Linked DNA regions of Mus musculus: region 2 is linked to region 1. A link is a contact called in public HiChIP or PLAC-seq data. All regions are on one chromosome and are shown on one strand. Each heading gives the region's core, a stretch centred on a gene start, on an enhancer-like site or on the middle of the called end of the contact. The rest is flanking DNA. Distances are from core to core; before and after follow the strand shown.

Region 1 (5,449 bases), core at 2,522-5,021:
CTCTTGAGGGTTAGGTACTTTACCTCTGAATGAACACAGACCCGGAAGTCCTCTACTGTATGTGTGTTGGGGGCCTTATGTCAGCTGGTGTATGCTGTCTGTTTGGTGGTCCAGTGTTTGAGAGATCTCGGGGGTCCAGATTAATTGAGACTGCTGGTTCTCCTACAGGATCGCCCTCCTCCTCAGCTTCTTTCAGCCTTCCCTAATTCAACATAGGGTTCAGCTGCTTCTGTCCATTGGTTGGGTGCAAATTTCTGCATCTGACTCTTTCAGCTACTTATTGGGTCTTTCAGAGGGCAGTCATGATACATCCCCTTTTGTGAGCGCACCATAGCCTCAGTAATAGTGTCAGGCCTTGGGACCTCCCCTTGAGCTGGATCCCACTTTGGACCTGTCACTGGACCTTCTTTTTCTCAGTCTCCTCTTCATTTTCATCCCTGTAATTCTTTCAGATAGGAACAATTATGGGTCACAGATGTGACTATGGGATGGCAACCCCATCCCTCACTTAAAGTCCTGTCTTCAGGCTGGAGGTGGACTCTATAAGTTCCCTCTCCCTACTGTTGGGCATTTTATCTAAGGTTCCTCCCTTTGATTCCTGAGAGTCTCTCATATCCCAGGTCTCTGGTGCATTCTGGAGGGTTCCCCCAACCCTCCTATTTCCTTAGGTTGCCTGTTTCCATTCTTTCTGCTGGCCCTCAGGGCTTTAGCTCTTTTCCCTCACCCAATACCAGATCGGCTTCCCCTCAGACAGCTGTGTCTTACCCCTGCATCCAGTTGCCCTGCTGTGTACTCAGCATCTCTGGGTCTCATATGCATTAGCATCTAAGGCATTGATTACAGTATTCCCACATGACCATCCATAATGGGATGGAGATCTGAACATCACCCTGCTTCTACATTGTGTTCTCTCCACCGATTGTGCATACGTAACTCAATTGAACCATATGGGAGAGAGAATTGCTTGAGACCCTTCTCTCTGGCAAACCCATAGCCCTCTGCTGCTGATAAAAATGTATATAAACACGATTCCCGTAAAATTGTCCTTAAGGTGGCAAAGAATGACCTCCAATGTATGATGACTCTTGTCTTTAGTCATTAGGTACCAACTAAGGGCTAAAATATAAATAATAAAAACGTGATATGAAAAAATAAAACTTAGAAGTAGCTGCCCTTAGTTGACATTTGGATGGCAGCATGCAACACACAAGCTACCTACCTTCTGGATGACAGGAGAGAGGATCGTGGCCCCTGGGGGCCACTTTAACAACACAGAGGAACCAACAGCTGAATCACTGGAGTCCTACTCAGTTTTTGTGTTTGAGCCTAAAATGTCCCCCCTAGACTTATGTGGGTGGCACTATCTGAGGAGACTATGCAACATTCAGGAGATGAGGACTCCGTGACAGAGCTAGCTCACCAGGGATGGCAGTTAGAAGCTTATAGCTGGGTCCCAGGCCCCAGTCCTGCTGTTTATTGACCACTGTGATGGGAACAGCATCCACCAGACCCCTTCATCACCGTGACTGGCGGCACCATGACACCATGGCAGCCTTCCCTGACAAGATGGACTGTAGGCTTAGAAACCTTGAATCTCTGCCTTTACATTGTTTCAGGATGGTATTGCAGCCATTGTGCTCCAAAGGTAACTAACATCATCACCCGAGTCACAGTTTTAAAATTCAGGGTGACACCACTCACACCCATTGTGGGGAAGGGATGAAATAGGTCTCACAAAGCAGTAACTACCTGTCTTACATGTGATTAACTGAAATATTTTTTCCAGTCCATTTCAAAAGTATTGTGTAAGCTTCCTTAAAATTTAGTTTCTGACCTTCAGGTAGAAAACAGTTCCCACGATGCAGCAAGACAGGTGGTATGCAGTTAAACGGATTATTTGCAAGTAATTTCAGACACATTACTATGTAAGTTCGAGATGTAATGGTCTGCTCCTGGGGTCTGAAAATTCTTCAGTTTACACACAATTCCAGATGCACAGGTCGGGAAACACTATTTAATTTTTTATTAAAGGGAAAGGCAATAAAGCTGCAGGGGGAAGCAGTTAGTTTTACTTCAGCTCAGAGTCAAGCCACACTCATTTAACAAGGTCACACTGCAGGAGGGACACCCTTAATGAAGATGGTGTGTTTCCATTAGTGGCTATAAAGGAAAGTAGAGGGTGATGAGGCTAGGTCGCCTCAAGGGAAGAGATAGAGGTTGTGTGCTCTCCGTTCGTGCCTGCCACCTAATTGGCTCACTCCTAGTTCCAGTGAGAATATTGAGCAAGGGCTGCTCAGAGCACAGAAGGGGTGGATAATGCTTGCATTATAAGCGAGTGGTTCAGAACAGAACCCGGGAAGGCACTGGGCATAATAGTGAGAGCCGTCCTCCCAACATTCTCAGCACAGAAACCTTTGTACTCAATCAGATCACATCTGAATACTGACCAATGGCACTAGTGGGATTCAGAGCTGAACAACCAGCATCAGAAAGGCTATGGTAGGCATGGGTTCTGAAGGAGAAGGGACTTAATAAAGAGACTGTAAGATTCCCATTCAAAAAACTTCATGTGTTGAGGATGTATGTTCAAGGGTGTGGAAAAGACTGCTTGCCCTGTAGTGGTCTTTGGATACTTTGTGGGTTCTTCCTTCTTCTGCCCTTCTCCACCCTTTTCCCACGTTTTCAACTCCCTAACACTAGATAAAAGAGAAAAAAGGATGGAGAGGGAAGGAAAGAGATCTCTGAATAAAGTCAGGTGTCAGAAAGAGGGTGGCATTATCCTTAGAGTACTTCCTGCTGATTATGGGTGTTGAGTTCATTCGGGGCAAGTTTGATCTTCACTATCAGGATATCTAATTTCTTCTTCTTGTTGTTTCTTTTTGTGTACAACTACTTAACAAACAGAGCCCAACAGGAACCAACAACAATCAATGACCAAACAACAACCTGCCACACCTTTGAGGTCCTAGCTTTTATATATCCTCTGAAAAGTTCCCAGAATTCCAAATGTCACAGATTTGCAGAAACTCTCTGCAGCTGGCAAAATCACCCCACTGCTAGAGCACGAGGCAAATCATAGTCAGCTGCTGTGGACAATCTGAGGCAGCCCCATATCCCACACCTAGGGTTAAAACAAAAACATATTTTTAATTTTTTTTTTTAGAAACCAACATTTCAAAATTGTCATTACATTTCCCTGTGTGGGAAATGGTCAGATTTAAAATACTAGTAACAGTAACTGAGGAGTCCATTCAAGGTTCCACACCTACACTGGTTTCACTCACAAGAAAAGCCAGAAGCATCAACTTTGCTTTGTCAAAAAAGTAATACTGTTAGCCCAGTATATGCAATGGCTTAAACAATGGTGACCATTCAAAATCTGGATACTCTTGTGTACCAGTGCACAGCTTATTCACTTAAAAAGACTGTTTTGAGCACATCCTTGTAAGGCTTACATAGGAATTTATATATTTCTAATACCTTTACTGTGTGCTGCAACCCACTGTGTAGCCCAGTATGGTCTCCAACTAACAACAGCCCTGTACAGACCTGCATGACCACATCCAGCTCATGACTGTCCCTGTCCATATTCTTATAATTGCAACCCTGTATGCTGTTGTTTAAGAGGAGGAAGTTAAGTTAAATTTAGATGGTTCTAAATTCTTTAACTACATATGAAAACATTCTGAAAATTCCTTGTGAAGAGTTAATTGGCAGAATTAGCAATGATTGTACCAACCTCATCCCTTCATGCAAGAAGAAATAAGCCTCTGGGAATAGTTTTGTGAATAAAAGATTCTCCAGGCCGTCCTAGTCACTCATTATTTGCCCTAAGAGAAAGCTATGAAAACTTTCAGATTAAGGGCCAGAATGATGACAGACAGCACTTTTATAGTTACCTTATTTGACAGAGTTACGCACTGAATGGCAGCATTTTGGTTGACACCAGGCTGCACATACAACAGGAATCCCATAAGATTATGATGGAGCTAAAAATATTCTTATTGCCTAGTGACAACGTAGCCTCCAAAACACAACACATTCATCTCATGTTAGAAGGAAGCTGGTGTAGACAAACCTACCCCACAATCATGCAAATGATGTGCTGTGAAGAGGTAAATGCCTGGTCGCACAGAACCATAGTAGATACCGTATGGGCAGCATAATATTTGATGATGAAAATGACTGCTGTGCTTTATACACTTAACAAATCTAGTTCAAATGTAATTACTTTAATTTTATTTTATGTGTATGGATGTTTTTCCTTCTCGTATTTCTGATTACTGTGTGCATGCCTGGTGCTTGCAGAGGCCAGAAGAAGGCACTGGATCACGTGAAGTTGCAGGTGGTTGTTATTCATCCTATGGGTGCTAGGAATCAGATTGAGCTCCTCCGTAAGAGCAACCAGTGCTCTTAACTGCTAAGTCACCTCTCTGCCTCATGTTATTATTATTTTAGGGTGTACTTATTACATACATACATGTTTAAACATACATAGGAATGTGTGTATATATACACACAGACACACACAGACACACACACACACACATAGACAAACACACATACACACACACACACACACACACACACACACACACACACACACACACACACACTAGAAAGTCCCTCAGGAAGCATTCTAGAAAGCAATTTCTTCACAGGAGGCTCCATGCAGGTCACTGCCCTAAAGACCTTCAGTGGGACAAGATATGGAAGTGGGAGACAGTAATATTGATCTTCCTTACTTTCTGAAGGTCTCATCTAATTTGTGCTGTTTTTTTAAACAAAAATGTTTATTAACTTAAAATATTAGAAAAGAAAAGGCATACATATTAAGAATACATAGAAAGAAAATATATTCTGTAGTTGTGTAATGTGTTTATTATGCTTTAAGCTATATTCATCATAAAAGCAACAAAGGGTTTGGTAACCTTAAAATTTAAAATTAAAAGTAGAAAAGGTGCGTTATGCTAAGATTAATTTATCTTAGAGGAAGATCAAATTAGTATGAATTCAGTATTGCCCATGTGTCCTCCCAAACCTCCCTTCTTTCCTGCTCTTCCCACTGTCACCTATCACTCACCCAATCATTTCTCGTTCCACTCTAATTTTCAAATATAGCTTCCCATAAAGTATTCCTGGTGTCTTTACACCAGTGCTAGCAGACATTTTAGTGAGCATCTCTCATAGTTGCCCAGGACACCTTGCACAGCAGTTTTCTACAAATAGCCAGATTCTGACAGTAATTGTTTAAAAAGCTTTCTCTGCTTTCATCTCACCTTCAAGTGCTTGAGTTCTTCAGTACCTTCACCGTCTCAACCTGCTTGTGACCTCACCTCTCCACCCGGTTCTTCGGACTTGGTACCCTTACCCACTCTCTTCGCTTGCTCCCACAATCCAACTGTTGCCTTTGCCCAAAGTGCTTTGATATGCTTCCTCAGCTCTGTTT
Region 2 (5,262 bases), core at 170-2,669, 81 kb before region 1:
TATTGAACCAGCCCTAATGATCTGAAGCCAGAGGGTAATATCAAAGGGTGACCTTATTGTGGTAGCTGGACACAGGACAAAACCACACTTAAAAGAGATCAAGGTCAACAGTTCTGAGAGTAAGGAAATCTCACCAATGAAAAGATAAGGAAAGGTTCCACCTGGCAAAAGGCAGGTGATCCCTTTGTGAGGCTCAGCAGAGTGGCAAAAAGGAGCACTTACTATTCAAAGTTGCTCCCTGTTTTTGCAGGGACCTAACAAAATGGAATCATTTCTCCATCAGTCTGAATCTCCTTACCAATACTTAATTTCTCCCAGTTAAGAGGAACTGTAGTATTATGTACCACAGTGGAAAGAAAACTTGATGATCAGGAATGCTTAAAACACCCTAGCTCTTCTACTTCACAGCTGCACCTGGACTTCCACAGAGACAACCACTGTGTCTGCTAGTTCAGAAGGTCGATGAGGGAAGAATTCATGGATGTTAAAGTTACCCCAGAAATACCTGAGGGGCAAAACCATATTAAGAAGTGGCTGGGGAGTCCCAGAGTCAGGCTACTTGACGCCAGGTAGCAAATGCTCATTGTGGGCACAAACCAGGAGCAAAAGGGCATCAATAAAGACATCAGTGGGGAAATACCTTGGAGAGGGAGTTTGAACTGGGGTAACGGGGCAGTGAGAATGTTCCAGAATGTGAGACACAGAGGCAGTGAAGCTACACATACTTCCTCACTTGCAGGAAACCATCTCATCGCAATGGGCATCCACTCAGAATCCTCCTTTCCAGACACACTGGGAAACACCGAATCTTCTATCCTGGACAGGTGCACAAGACTTTCTACAGAGCAACCTGACTCTTAGCAACTGACAACCACAGAGGTGCACACACACACACACACACACACACACACACACACACACACACACACACCAGAAAATTAAAGTATCTGACTTCTATGTAGGAAGTACTCACACATAAAGCTCTCTGTGAAGTCTCCCTGTTGAGGTGGACTCAGGAAGTTATCAGTGCAAAACAAAACTGCCTAGCTCAAGGTCCTTATGAGCTTTATGGGTCATTGGGTTCTGTTATAGAAAACAAGCCACCCATCTCTGGTATTGTGTAGTCAGGCAGCCTGAGAAGACATGACTAGGGAGAAGAGTAGTCCTCTCGCCAGAGGTCAGCTGAGCTTGCGGGGAGGGCTAACTGCCCTGACCTACAGAGGGGCACTGTTAAATTAGACTGACAGTATGAAGAAGGGGAGGTCAGGGTCCCACCTGCTGATCTGGCAGCTCTCAAATACAATGCTCTGCTATCAGCCTCTTTGACCATACTTTTCTCAGGCATATCTCTCTGCTTCTTCCAGCTCATGGGATGTGGGATCCATGACACACAGATAAAGCATGCACTGCCAAGACAGCTTCCAAAAATAGTGCAGCTTCATACTTGTGAACTATAAACAGCAGCTTGTAAGCAGGAGTTCCCACTCCATGAGAGAGCTACTTCAGTTTGCAAACCAGTAGTTGCCACTGCCAGAGTCCACTTACTGTCCTCAAGGTAGGCAAGGCATGTGTCCCACTGAAAGTATTCAGAAATTTCAGCCCTTCAAGGAAAAGCAGTGAGAACATGCTCTGTCTCACTAACAGACAACGGCATAGCTATCCTTGCAGTTGGCCCAGGGAGAGAGGTGGAGCTAGGCGAACATTCACCCCCCACCCCAAAGAAGTATGTGACTGCTCTGATGAGCAGATCCAAGACCCCAGACGGCACAGATCCACCCAGACTTGCTGTGGTCTCTGGCACTAAACACTGTCATAATGAAGCTGGAGGGTGTGGAGGCGGGAAGCCCGTCTGAATAAACCACTTTGCCTGTGTTCTGTGCACCACGTGCTTTTATGAATCTTGTCTAGGATATTTTATTTCTATCACTTCATATCTGAGAAAAACACATCCTTTATGAGAACGTTAAGGGAATGGACAGATGTGAACACACAGTCCAATTTACTAATGAGAAAGATTATCCTTTATGGCCGCCTTCACTCAGCCTGCACATGCGGCTACTGGAGGGCGTGTCCTTCCTTGGCTTCCAAATTCAGAAGATCGTATGGAAAACTGCATTGCTGGATCTAGACAGCCTGTGTTCAGGTCTTACTGCTCCCTCTTAACCCCCCCCTTGCTTTCCTGTTAGCTTGATCATCTGCTTCCTTTCTCTCCTGCTTTGCTGAGGTGAGCTTGGTGGATTTTTTCCTAGGCCTCTTCTTGGGAAACCTCTTCACTCCTGAACATTTGCCACCCTGACAGTCTTTTCTTGTCTTATGTGCATAGGATTCCTTCACCAGCTACAGTGTTTTTAAATTTGCATTTACTCATTTGTGTGTATGTGTGTGACCATACGTGCTCATGTGCATGCCATGGCAAACATTTGATTTGGAAGTCAGAGGACAACTTGTGGGAGACTGCTCTCCACCACATAGGTCCAAAGTATTGAACTCAGGCCGTCAGGCTTAGCAGCAGTAAGTGCCTTTACTTGTTGAGCCATGATAGTTTTGATTATAATTTTTAATCTTGAAAAATTTGTAGAACTCTGAATGGAAGTGTTTTCCTCTTTGAATCATTATTGTATTCTCAACGAACAAAAAGACATGGTTTACCAATAAAATATATTATGTTTGAAAAATAACAAGTTAACATATTGGCAATGGACTAACAACTCCTTCAGGAGATGAAAAGAAAAGGCAATAAAATTTTCATGTATAAATCAACAGACATTGGAATAGACACCAATGTCCACATGTGTCTAGTGTCCAGATGTGTTCAGATGTGTACAGTACCTTTTTTGATTCCAAAATTCTGACTTGGTTCTTGCCTTACTCTAATCTCAAGACAAAGGAAATAGGAGTGTAGTTTTAACTGTCTCCTTACAAGCCAAATATGTACTTTCCTAAAATCGTAATTTTGTTTTTTCCCTCGAGACAGGGTTTTTCTGTGTACCAGCCCTGACTATGTTAGAGCCCCCTCTGTAGATCAGGCTGGCCTCGAACTCACAGAAATCTGCCTGCCTATGCCTTCTGAGTACTGGGATTAAAGGCATGAGGCACCACCACCCTGCTAAAATCTTGTCTTTCAATGTAAATTTTGTTTGAATGGTCAAGAGAATTTTATTTGGATAAATGCTTTCCCTCTGGGTTTTCTTCCTTTTAATTTGCTAGAACCACAAAAAGCAGCAAATGTAAATAATATAAAATATATTTAGAATGATAATAGAGAACAACTTCAGTTGAGCTCTTCAGGATGCAGAGTGTAATAAGTACTAAGGAATGACTCTCATAGTGGCAATTTATCTGTAGCCTTTAATGTTGCTACCGGGGCAAAGAACTAAAGATCATCCCAGTTTTATTTCTATTTTAATAGTGGTGCTAAATAAATATCCGAAATGCAGACTCACCCATTAAGGTACAAGCCATATATTTCCCATATCTGTGTCCATTAAGTTTATGCTGAACTGTCTCTCCTGCTTATGCCAATACTTGTACAAAGCCAGCACACCCTTGAAAGTCTATTTGTAAAAAATGCAGAACGAACTAAATTCTGTGTTGTACCATCAAAGCTGACTCTCCCAGCATCTGTCCTCGTCTTTCTCTTGCGTGTTGTTTAATTTAGATCCTCCCTCCTGACTTTTTGTCAGACCATTTCAGACTTCTCATAGGTCACAAATTCTGGCTCATGATTACAGTACACTTTCCTTGGCTTTTTCAATTCCTAAATCTCATGTTCAGTCCTTGGTAGAGATTTGCATTTCCCACCTTTTAGTTGTACAAGATAAAGACAAAGCCTAATTTAAGACAGTTTTGTTTGCTCCTTAGTTTGCTTTTTGGAGTTTCCCACTGATTGTTTTTCTGCTTGTCACCACCTGGCTTTATAACAAAATCCAAATGTACAGACGTGTTATTTATGTTAGCAATGAGCGTGGGAGTTGGTTTGTTTAGTGGAGGAAATAGAGAAGAAGTGGAGGAGACGAAGCGCTCCAGTCTGCTGTGTTTCAGTTAGGACAGGTTCCCTAAAAATTGAACATTTTACTCCTTAGCTGCTCAAAATCTAAAGTGCATCTTCTTTATGATGAGGGGTGACTTGATGAGGGTAGAACTTCCACGGACCTCTTCTGCAATTCTCAAAGCAAAGCCTGCAGAGACCAAAGAAGGGCCGAGGGTTCTGATGAAACTGACAGAAGGAGGCGTCATCTCTCCAGCTAAATTCCTAGGCACTTTGTGGATCATCTCCATATAGTGTGTGCTTCTGAAATTCTTCAAACAAGGGAAACAACTGGCAAGAAGTGAAAATGCCTCCGACCAAATTCATCAGTACACACAAAATAAGGTATGAGTGTACACAGTAGGAAGAGGGCTCTGATAATGACGTGTTTGTTGTTAAAAATATGGTTTTAAGGGCAGAGAATTAAATTCTAAGAATGACGTTAATAACTTAAATCTCTCCTGATTTTATAAAATAATATTTATGAATGCTTTTGCCAAAGAGGATTTTAAGCAGTGTGGAATGCAGCTTTGTGCACCTTTCTGGTGTTAAATTTACTCATTCCATACAACATTTGTGTGTGCGTGTGTGTGCATGTGTGTGTATGTGTGTTTCTATCTGTTTTATATTTATAATAATGACCAGCAGAGCAACTAAAACTTGTTCCTAGCTTGAGTTCCCATTTTAGGTTGGGGAATACAATATCTTGGTCCCAATTAACTTCATTACAGACAATATGGTAGTCAAAGCAGAATACTTACTGAGATAGAATTTTGAGCCTCAGAAATGGTTCTCAACCAGGGTTTCCTTTGTGCCCTTCCCCCACCCCACCCTCCCACCTCCACCTCTGTCAGTGTAGGAGCGTATGCACAACTTGTTCATGATGAAGTGCTCACCAGATCAGGTTATCTGATTCCTATCTTAGCTCCATCAACACTCTCCCATCCTAAGAACAGATCTATGATGTCAACCCTTATCCATCTGCTGTCCTTACCTCCTTCCTCTTCTCAGTCTCAAGCTGTGCCACACTAAACCATTAAGAGCCTGGGTGAAAACCATGTGGTTATATAAACACTCACTATTTCTGTCTTATGAAAACACTTCCTCGTGAGTTATTCAATATGCTTCTCACATCAGAGGATGTATGTCCTTCTTGGGATGGCACTGAAAATGTTCCTATTTAATCTACCCCCCCAGCCCCTGCCATGATAAATTGCTAAACTTTTCATATAGGG

What was found. HiChIP or PLAC-seq counts read pairs in DNA pulled down with a chosen protein or histone mark.
Region 2: a contact with region 1 is called in an H3K27ac HiChIP or PLAC-seq map of heart atrium, with 6 read pairs. The contact joins two enhancer-like sites. A contact is called at or near these places in 10 of 484 Hi-C or Micro-C datasets (bone marrow-derived dendritic cells, cardiomyocytes, cortical neurons and 6 more) and 1 of 115 datasets of contacts at active chromatin or transcription factors (heart atrium).

The regions. Positions count from the first base shown.
Region 1 is chr8:82,886,008-82,891,456 of GRCm38.p6, reverse strand. All of the region lies in intron 1 of Rnf150 (ring finger protein 150), which reads right to left. Among named protein-coding and RNA genes, the nearest start is that of Rnf150, 25 kb to the right of the region's middle. Within about 2 kb of position 3,771, at least 5 of the 459 cell types and tissues checked have an H3K27ac peak or open chromatin away from gene starts, as enhancers often do. A contact at or near this core is called in heart atrium, where this site is marked.
Region 2 is chr8:82,964,523-82,969,784 of GRCm38.p6, reverse strand. The region is part of intron 1 of Rnf150 (ring finger protein 150); the gene reads right to left. Among named protein-coding and RNA genes, the nearest start is that of Rnf150, 100 kb to the right of the region's middle. Within about 2 kb of position 1,419, at least 68 of the 459 cell types and tissues checked have an H3K27ac peak or open chromatin away from gene starts, as enhancers often do. A contact at or near this core is called in heart atrium, where this site is marked.